Linked DNA regions of Ovis aries: region 2 is linked to region 1. The links are chromatin contacts, called in public Hi-C maps. All regions are on one chromosome and are shown on one strand. The core of a region is the stretch at or near the end of the contact, and the rest is flanking DNA. Distances in the headings are between cores, read along the strand shown.

What was found. A called contact is a pair of places that touch in the nucleus more often than the background predicts.
Region 2: a Hi-C map of hypothalamus shows a contact between it and region 1, with 2.7 times the contacts expected there. The contact joins two enhancer-like sites. A contact is called at or near these places in 3 of 16 Hi-C or Micro-C datasets (hypothalamus, skin fibroblasts and tail adipose tissue).

Annotation. Positions count from the first base shown.
Region 1 is chr3:68,847,705-68,851,472 of ARS-UI_Ramb_v3.0, reverse strand. LOC132659405 (a long non-coding RNA gene) reads right to left here. Exons shown (of 2, transcript XR_009599832.1): 1 at 3,268-3,768. Among named protein-coding and RNA genes, the nearest start is that of TRNAE-UUC, 30 kb to the right of the region's middle. Within about 2 kb of position 2,037, at least 19 of the 54 cell types and tissues checked have an H3K27ac peak or open chromatin away from gene starts, as enhancers often do. A contact at or near this core is called in hypothalamus, where this site is marked.
Region 2 is chr3:69,066,462-69,070,229 of ARS-UI_Ramb_v3.0, reverse strand. The region is part of intron 27 of EML6 (EMAP like 6); the gene reads left to right. Among named protein-coding and RNA genes, the nearest start is that of RTN4, 100 kb to the right of the region's middle. Within about 2 kb of position 1,644, at least 11 of the 54 cell types and tissues checked have an H3K27ac peak or open chromatin away from gene starts, as enhancers often do. A contact at or near this core is called in hypothalamus, where this site is marked.

The DNA of each region.
Region 1 (3,768 bases), core at 788-3,287:
GTGGTCCATGTAATCAGACTGGTTAGTTTTCTGTGATTGTGGTTTTCAGTCTGTCTGCCCTCTGATGGCTTATGGAAGAGGTTTATGAAAGCTTCCTGGTGGGAGACACTGAATGAGGGGGAAACTGGGTCTTGTTCTGATGGGTGGGGCTATGCTCAGTGTATCTTTAATCCAATTTTCTGTTGATGGGGGGCGGGCACTGTGTTCCCTCCCTGTTATTTGACCTGAGGCCAAACTATGGTGGAGGTAATGAAGATAATGGCAACCTTTCTTCAAAAGGTCCCACGCACGCACTGCTACACTCAACCCCTCAACCCTGCAGCAGGCCACTGCCACATGTCACTGCTGGAGACTCCTGGACACTCATGGGCAAGTCTGGGTCAGTCTCTTGTGGGGTTACTGCTCCTTTCTCCTGGGTCCTGGTGCACACAAGGTTTTGTGTGTGACCTCTCAGAGTCTGTTTCCCAGTCCTGTATAAGTTCTGGCAGCTCTATGGTCGGGTTAACGGCGACCTCCTCCAAGAGGGCTTAGCCACACCCAGGTCTACTGCACCCAGAGTCCGTGTCCCTGCAGCAGTCCACTTCTGACCCACACCTCTGCAGGAGAAACTCAAACACAGTTCTGTCTCAGTCTCTGCGGGGTCTCTGGGTCCCGGTGTGCACAAGGTTTTTTTGAGCCCTCTGAGCATCTCTAGTGGGTATGGGGTTTGAGTCAAAATGTGATTTTGCCCCTCCTACCGTCTTGCTGGGGCTTCTCCTTTGCCCTTGGATGTTGGGTAGCTCCTCAAAGTCACTCTAGTGCCACACAGCCAGATTACCTTACAGTAAAGTAGATGCAGTGTCAGTGTCTGCTGCCCCCACATGCTGGAACGTCACCCACTCCAGCTTGCATGGAGAATTGCCCCTGACCTCAACCCTCTGGCAGGGAGGCAGAACCACCAGGAGGAAGATTCCTGGCTCTGAGGAGTAAGAGAGAGAGCGCAGGCCTTGTACCTCTGGACCCCAGACACCCACCCGCTCAGGACCCGCCAGCTCTGGCCTTTCCCTCTCTTGGAACTGGCCTGACGTTTCTGCAAATCACTGTCACTGCCTGCAGCAACCCACAAGATCCTCTCCCCAAAAGGGCTGCCTAGTGAGCAGAAGACAACCTTCTTATTGTTGGGGAACATTCAGGGTAAAAAGCATAGGTTACAAAGTCTGAAGAAGGAGGGAAGATTGTTCATAGGCACTGTCCCAGGGATTCCTTCCTAATTTACCCTGAGAATCCTTTTGGCCTCAGGCTCCTGATGGGCATCAACGTGCTTCCCTCCTGTTGGCTCACCAGCCCAGATGCACCGTCGGGCATGCAAATACCACTGTGCCCACAAGCCCTGGTATTCCGAAGAGCCCCAGGCTCAGCCTGCTTTAGAGTAATTTTAAAGCTGAAGTGAAATAACATGTAAGAAACACAGGTAATGTAGCTATGTGGTAACCAGGTTAGTTGTCATTGTGCTAGGTTTTTTCCATTTGACTCACCTCCATGTATTCTCAGCTCCAGGAGCTGACCCTGGAGGAAAGTGCCATTGTGAGCACCCTTGCTGGCTGGCTTCTGGTTTTGCCAACAGGAGGCAGGAGAAATGGGCAGGGATTTCTTCCCCACTCCCTCCCTGTTCTGGGGCCCTGTCTCTGGAAGCCCTTCCTTGTAGCCCGTAGGCCACAGTCCTGCTAGGTCAGGCACCGAGACTTCCTCCTGTTCTTTGCCCTTACAAAAGTAATGGTGCCCCCGATGCAAGTCTTCAGGTACCACAATGCTCCCTATCTGTTTCCCTCATGCCCACTGCTGTCGATCCTTTCATTAGTCTTTCTATTTGAACCACCTGGGATAAATTCTGTTTTCCTGGCAGACCCCTGACTGATGAACTTATAGACATCTGCACCTGTGTCTACCCAGCTGACGTGGCCCGCCTTGGCCTCACTGGTCACTGAGAGGAGAGGAAGATAGTGTCCAGTGTTGGTTAACAGAATCTGCAGTGCAGAGCTTCCAAACCCCCAGCAGGGCCAGCTGGCCCCTCCTTCCTCTGCTTCTTTCTAGTGCCCTAGCTGCACTGTCTTATAAGGCAGCTCAGCGTGGGCTGCCAGTAATCTGACATCAGAATGGAAGAATACAGAGGCCTCAGAGGTTCTGCATTTTCTGGAATCTAATGATTCTGCTGATCCTCTGGTGTTTGGCAATTGCTATTTCAATTCCAAGATGCTTAAATCACTTCTTTGTTCTTTCCGCTGTGTAACTAGGGCGCCACTATGAGTCTGGAGCAATTGCTGTTTGAGGTAGGCGTTTTTATTGGGGGGAGTGGATTACGTAGGGTTGTTTTGTTCTGGAGGACTCAAACCATGTGCTTGGAAGAATGTCAAGTTTGTTTGGGGCTTTTCTACTATAGGAGGTCCACAGCTGACCCTTTCTTCAAATGGTGCTTCTTCTGTCCATCTGTTTCTAGCATTACTTCCTCGTTTCAGGGTGGGTGTCTAGTTTGGGAGCTCCAAGGCCTCACCTCCCTCCAGCTTCCGGGTAGTTGCAAGCTTGTCTGCCAAATTCACTCATGATATATGTATTTACTGAAGGCCTGCCTATTGCCAGGGAGACTGGGCACAGGAAAACAATGGTGACCAAACACTGTCCCTGCCCTTCAGGACCTCATAGTCTAGCAAGAAGGGAATACAGGGAAAGCTCAGCGAACTACCAGGAGCACCAGAAGGGGAGAGCTGTGGGGGGTCAGACTGGGTTCTGCCTCCTCACTGTCAGCGTTCTAAGGCCGGGATCAGGTTCACAGCTAGCCCATTTTCCACACCTCAGAGGAAATGTGCTTCATAAATAAGTAACCACACCTGCTACTATGCAAATAAGCTCAGCTCTGCTCTTGAACAGCCAGGTTCACATTTCCACTAGCCTTTTCTCTCCAGATTCCACATTCTGTGCTGTTATTTATCAGTCTTTAGTTACCGAATGAGACAGCCAAAGTCGAAAAGAAAGGACCATTTGAAGGACCTTTACCTGGCCCCCATGTGCCTGGGTTCCCTTCAGGGGCTACTGGTTACCCTGGCCCAGTCTCATGCAAAAAAAAACCAACAAAAGACAAAGACTGCAGAAAATACCGACTCCACTAAGACTAAGCAAAGGGTGGGAGGCAGTGGGGGGAGGGGTTGGGAAACAGGAGAGTTAACTCAGCAGGAAACCACTCTTGCCCCAGTGGACTCCCTGAGCATTTCAGATGCAACTCAAGTCCTGACTCACCTTCACTGGCCTCACAGTAGAGCCTCACAGAGGCTAAGGACGGCCAGAAGACGGGCTGCTAAGAATTTTCTGGTTTCAGTTCAGGCTGCTTTCCAAAATTATCTGGGGAGTCAAGAGACATTTCAGGTTATGCCATAACTAATCCACACATCTTGCATTTATTTGGGAAAGGAGGCACCAATCTTCTATGTGGGTGGGATAGGAAGTGAAGACTAGGGAATCTAGTATCCCCTTTTGTTCCCATTTTCCTTTGTGAAAACCCTTCAAATCAAAAAGTCATTGAATGTTGAAGGTGAAAAAAGATGTTGGGAATCACTTGGTCCAGTGGCCTGTCCTCATTTCAGACAGCTAATCGAGAAAACAGGCTGTGATCAAAGTCCCACAAGCTAGAGGCTGAGCTGACCCGGGCTCCAGGCCAGCTGCACTACTGCCCTGGGAATTCAGGCACAAGGTATTGGCAGAGGGTAGAGGGGGAATGGAAGAAGGCAATGGCAACCCACT
Region 2 (3,768 bases), core at 395-2,894, 220 kb before region 1:
AATCACCCAGAGTGAAGGGCAGGGAAAAGAGGATTTTCCACTCCACAGACTGCCTTCCCCCAGCAGGCAACCTCGCCGCCCATCCATCTCAGCTGCTCAGCACAAGGAAACTCTGAGGTGGCAGCGCCAGAGCTATTCTTAGCAGGGGATTATAAAGGAGGAGTCTGCGAATACTCTTACATTAATCTTTTAGTCCCTCTGGTGCATATTCACTCTCAATCTAGGCCATATGTTCCTGAGGAAACCAGGAAGCTTTTATAAACCAAAATTAGAAGCAGATTCTGAGCCTTCTCTGAATGGTGGTCCCCTCCTCTCGGAACTGACAAGTCCTAGACTTCACTTTCACTTTTCACTTTCATGCATTGGAGAAGGAAATGGTAACCCACTCCAGTGTTCTGGCCTGGAGAATCCCAGGGATGGGGGAGCCTGGTGGGCTGCCGTCTGTGGGGTCTCACAGAGTCAGACACAACTGAAGTGACTCAGCAGCAGCAGCAGCACCAAATAACCTCAAAATTCCACTCTGGCACTAGCGTTTTCCAGACTTTTTCTTAAACTGTGCTTACGGCTGAATGAGAAAGGCCCTAAAGCTTATCTGCTTCTACTGTCTCACATCATTTGTGAATCAATTTGAACAGATTTATGAACTGAAGAAGAAAATCCTATGACGAGAACTGTACATCATGGCTATATAAAGAAATGTTAAGGGGGGGTTGTTTTGTTTTGTTTTTGTGGTTTTTTTTTTTTTGTTTCCCAAATTAATAGCTGCCTTTGATGCATAGTTCCTTAATATATGAGTCCATGGTGTAAGATTGTTAAAAGTTCCACTAACTTGTAAATGTCGTCTATCTGACTCTCCGTTTCTCAAGGGCCAGCCCTGTGTCTGTCGCGGTGGCCTCTGTGTGCCTCACACCGTGCCTTGCACATGGTATATAGTGAGCAAATATTTCCTCAGGGAGTAGACAAATAGGCACATTTATTTAACCTGCTCCTCTGCTTATTTAAGTAAATTAATCTGTTCTCAAAATGGCCTACAAATCTGTCCTTTGTCAGCAAACCACTTTTACCTTCATTTTGCTAGCACTGATGGGTGGTCTTACTATTGTGGGGAAGGTGTGACCCATGTAGAACTGAATGATGCCCCATCTGGCCATGGAACTGCTCTTGGTTAAATGATTTCCTATCTTCATATCCCTTGTTCATTAGGGATTAAATTTTATTTGGTTTAAATCTATTTAAATAACCCAAGGCAAAAAGGACTGAAAGAAAAGTCTATATTATTATAGCCACCGCACCCATCTTACAGACAAAGCTTCTTAGCAGATTTATAGTGAAATAAAGAATATGCTCACAAGTAGCAAAGTCTAAAAATATGGAAAGGTTTAGATTTCCCTGAGTTGAAGCAAATCCCCATCTATAGGTAATCCCAGTTTTCCTTCGTACCTTTTGTGCTATGTTTGGGGACAGAAGTCCACTGGGAGAAACTGCCCCAATTTTTTTTTTTAATGCTTTATTGAATCAGTTAATCCACATTTCAAGTTTGCTTGAGGCTTGATGAACATGAAGAAGCAAGACAATGCTCCCATCCATAGTGATATCAACAAATAAACAGCCCAGCTCTCCTGGCGCTTTCCTCAGCTCCACTGGCCTGACAGAAGCCCTTTGTCATCACTGATCAATAGCTGCTTTGTGAGCTTGTATCGAAGAGCTGCTAAGAACTGACAATCGTGCTGGCAGGTGCTGCTGAACTTAACATAACTGAGATCTGTCAAAAGCATCTGATCCCATGGTGGAGGGACCATGAAGGGCATAAACTTTGGTACACAGCCCTGCAGTTGCAAACAGGTTGCCTGTGAGCTAAGCTCAGACCTCATGCTGGGAGGGTGTTTGCGTCTGTGTCGGGTGGAGAGTCCCTGCTACTCCAGAGCATTTCTCTCCAAGCTGAAGTCTTCTTCTTCCCTGCACCCCTTAATCCTGTGAGATTTCTACACGCAGAGCTGCCCTGAGCAGGTGGAAGGTGGCGAGTTTCCTATTCTCTAACACGGTGGAGGGAACTGAAGGTGCAGAATCTATTAATCACTTCAAAGGCCGGTTTCTTAGTCATGTAACTCTTCTGAAAGTTTGTTAGTGATTTTTAAGGGAATTTAATGCTACCTTCATAAATGGTTTTCCCTTTTCAGATCTCTTGGCTTTCTGTGTTTTTTGAACCAAAGTAATGACTATGTAATGGGTAGTTTTAGGAATTGAGCCTTCCATTCATTAGAAAATAGCTTGCTCACTTTTTATCACAAAGAATGGGCCAGGGTGTAAAAATGCAGAGGTGTTATAGAATGCTATGAAGTGCTGTAAAATGATTTTTAAATAGATTAACACACCTAGGAAATCATACTCCTACAGTGGGATCAGTTGACTCAAACCCACTCACACGTGAAGCTAAAGAACACATCACGAATGGGTAAGCCCTTTTCTACCCAGAGGGAGTCTCTTTCAGAAGATAGTGGCAAAGTTGGGTCTTACTATTTTAGTCAAGCGTTTAAATGTCTCTTGGATCTCCATTTAGAGGGAATGCATGCTACTAGGGTCGTTTACCCTCCCACTTTTTACTGTTGTGTGGTCAAGATGTGATAACTGAGGTCTTTGCAGAAGCAGTTGTTAGGATGCACAATCTGTGCCCCTTGACATGATGTCCATGGGTGTATGACATGCAGGACTGGGCTTCTTGTGGGTGTGTGGAAAGCATATTGGTGCCACTGTTGTGCTCTAAACAGCTGGTGTGCTCTAAACAGCCCCATCCACTCCTTTGAAGTTCACATCGTGCCGGGCCATCTTTCCCCCTCCCAGTTCCTGTCTTTTATCAGTTTCCTGTCCCTGTTTGGCTGGTGGTCAGCTGGCTGACCCCAGCTCCTGCCGCACTGCGGCTTATGTCATCAACCATTGCTCCTCTCGCTGACTTAACCTTCTCTCCTCTAGATTTCTCATTCCCAGAACACCTGACCTTCATCCTCACCAAGATACCCAACGCCTAGACACCTTCATTTTTCTCTCAGCTCCCTCCCAGCCTCCCTTCTTGCCTCCTTAAATGCCACCCCTCCAGTCCTCTGGGCTCTTCATCCCTGTATTTCTCCTACCCCTCTACTCCTCTGACTAGAAGATCACACTGGTGCTGGTTGCCCTCACCAGAATCCTTCCCATGCTCCACCCCACAAAACCATTCACTCCTTCCTTCTTCTCAGAGGAAGTGAGTCCCTCCTATTCATGGTGGTGCTTGGGCCCTGACCTTCCTACTATCCAAGCTCCCTCATCATTTCTCATCTTCCCTCTGTCTCCTATGCCACCTGCCCCAAACTGGATCCATGTCCTTAGTCAAGAAACACATTCCAGTCTTTCCCATCCCACTCAACTCTGCTCATGAGAGAAACAGTCCTTTGACGGAGTTTACACACGTATCCCCCCCTTCACCTCCCCTCCCTGCCTGCTTCTCGTCCGTGCCTCATCTGGCCAGCCCATCTGCCTTCTGTCCCTGCTGACGTGGTCACTCAAGTTCCCAGTTTCGATCTACTCTCTTTGTCTTGTTTAAAGGACAAACTCGTTTTTTCTGTAGTAGCATTGTTCAATAGAAATATAGTGTAAGCTACAGAGGTGATTTTTCTAGCAGCCACGTTACAAAAAGTAAAAGAAATGGTGAACTTTAATTTTAATAATGTATTTTTAAGCCAATACAAAAAATATACCATTTTAACATGTAATCAATATAAAAATAATTCATTATTT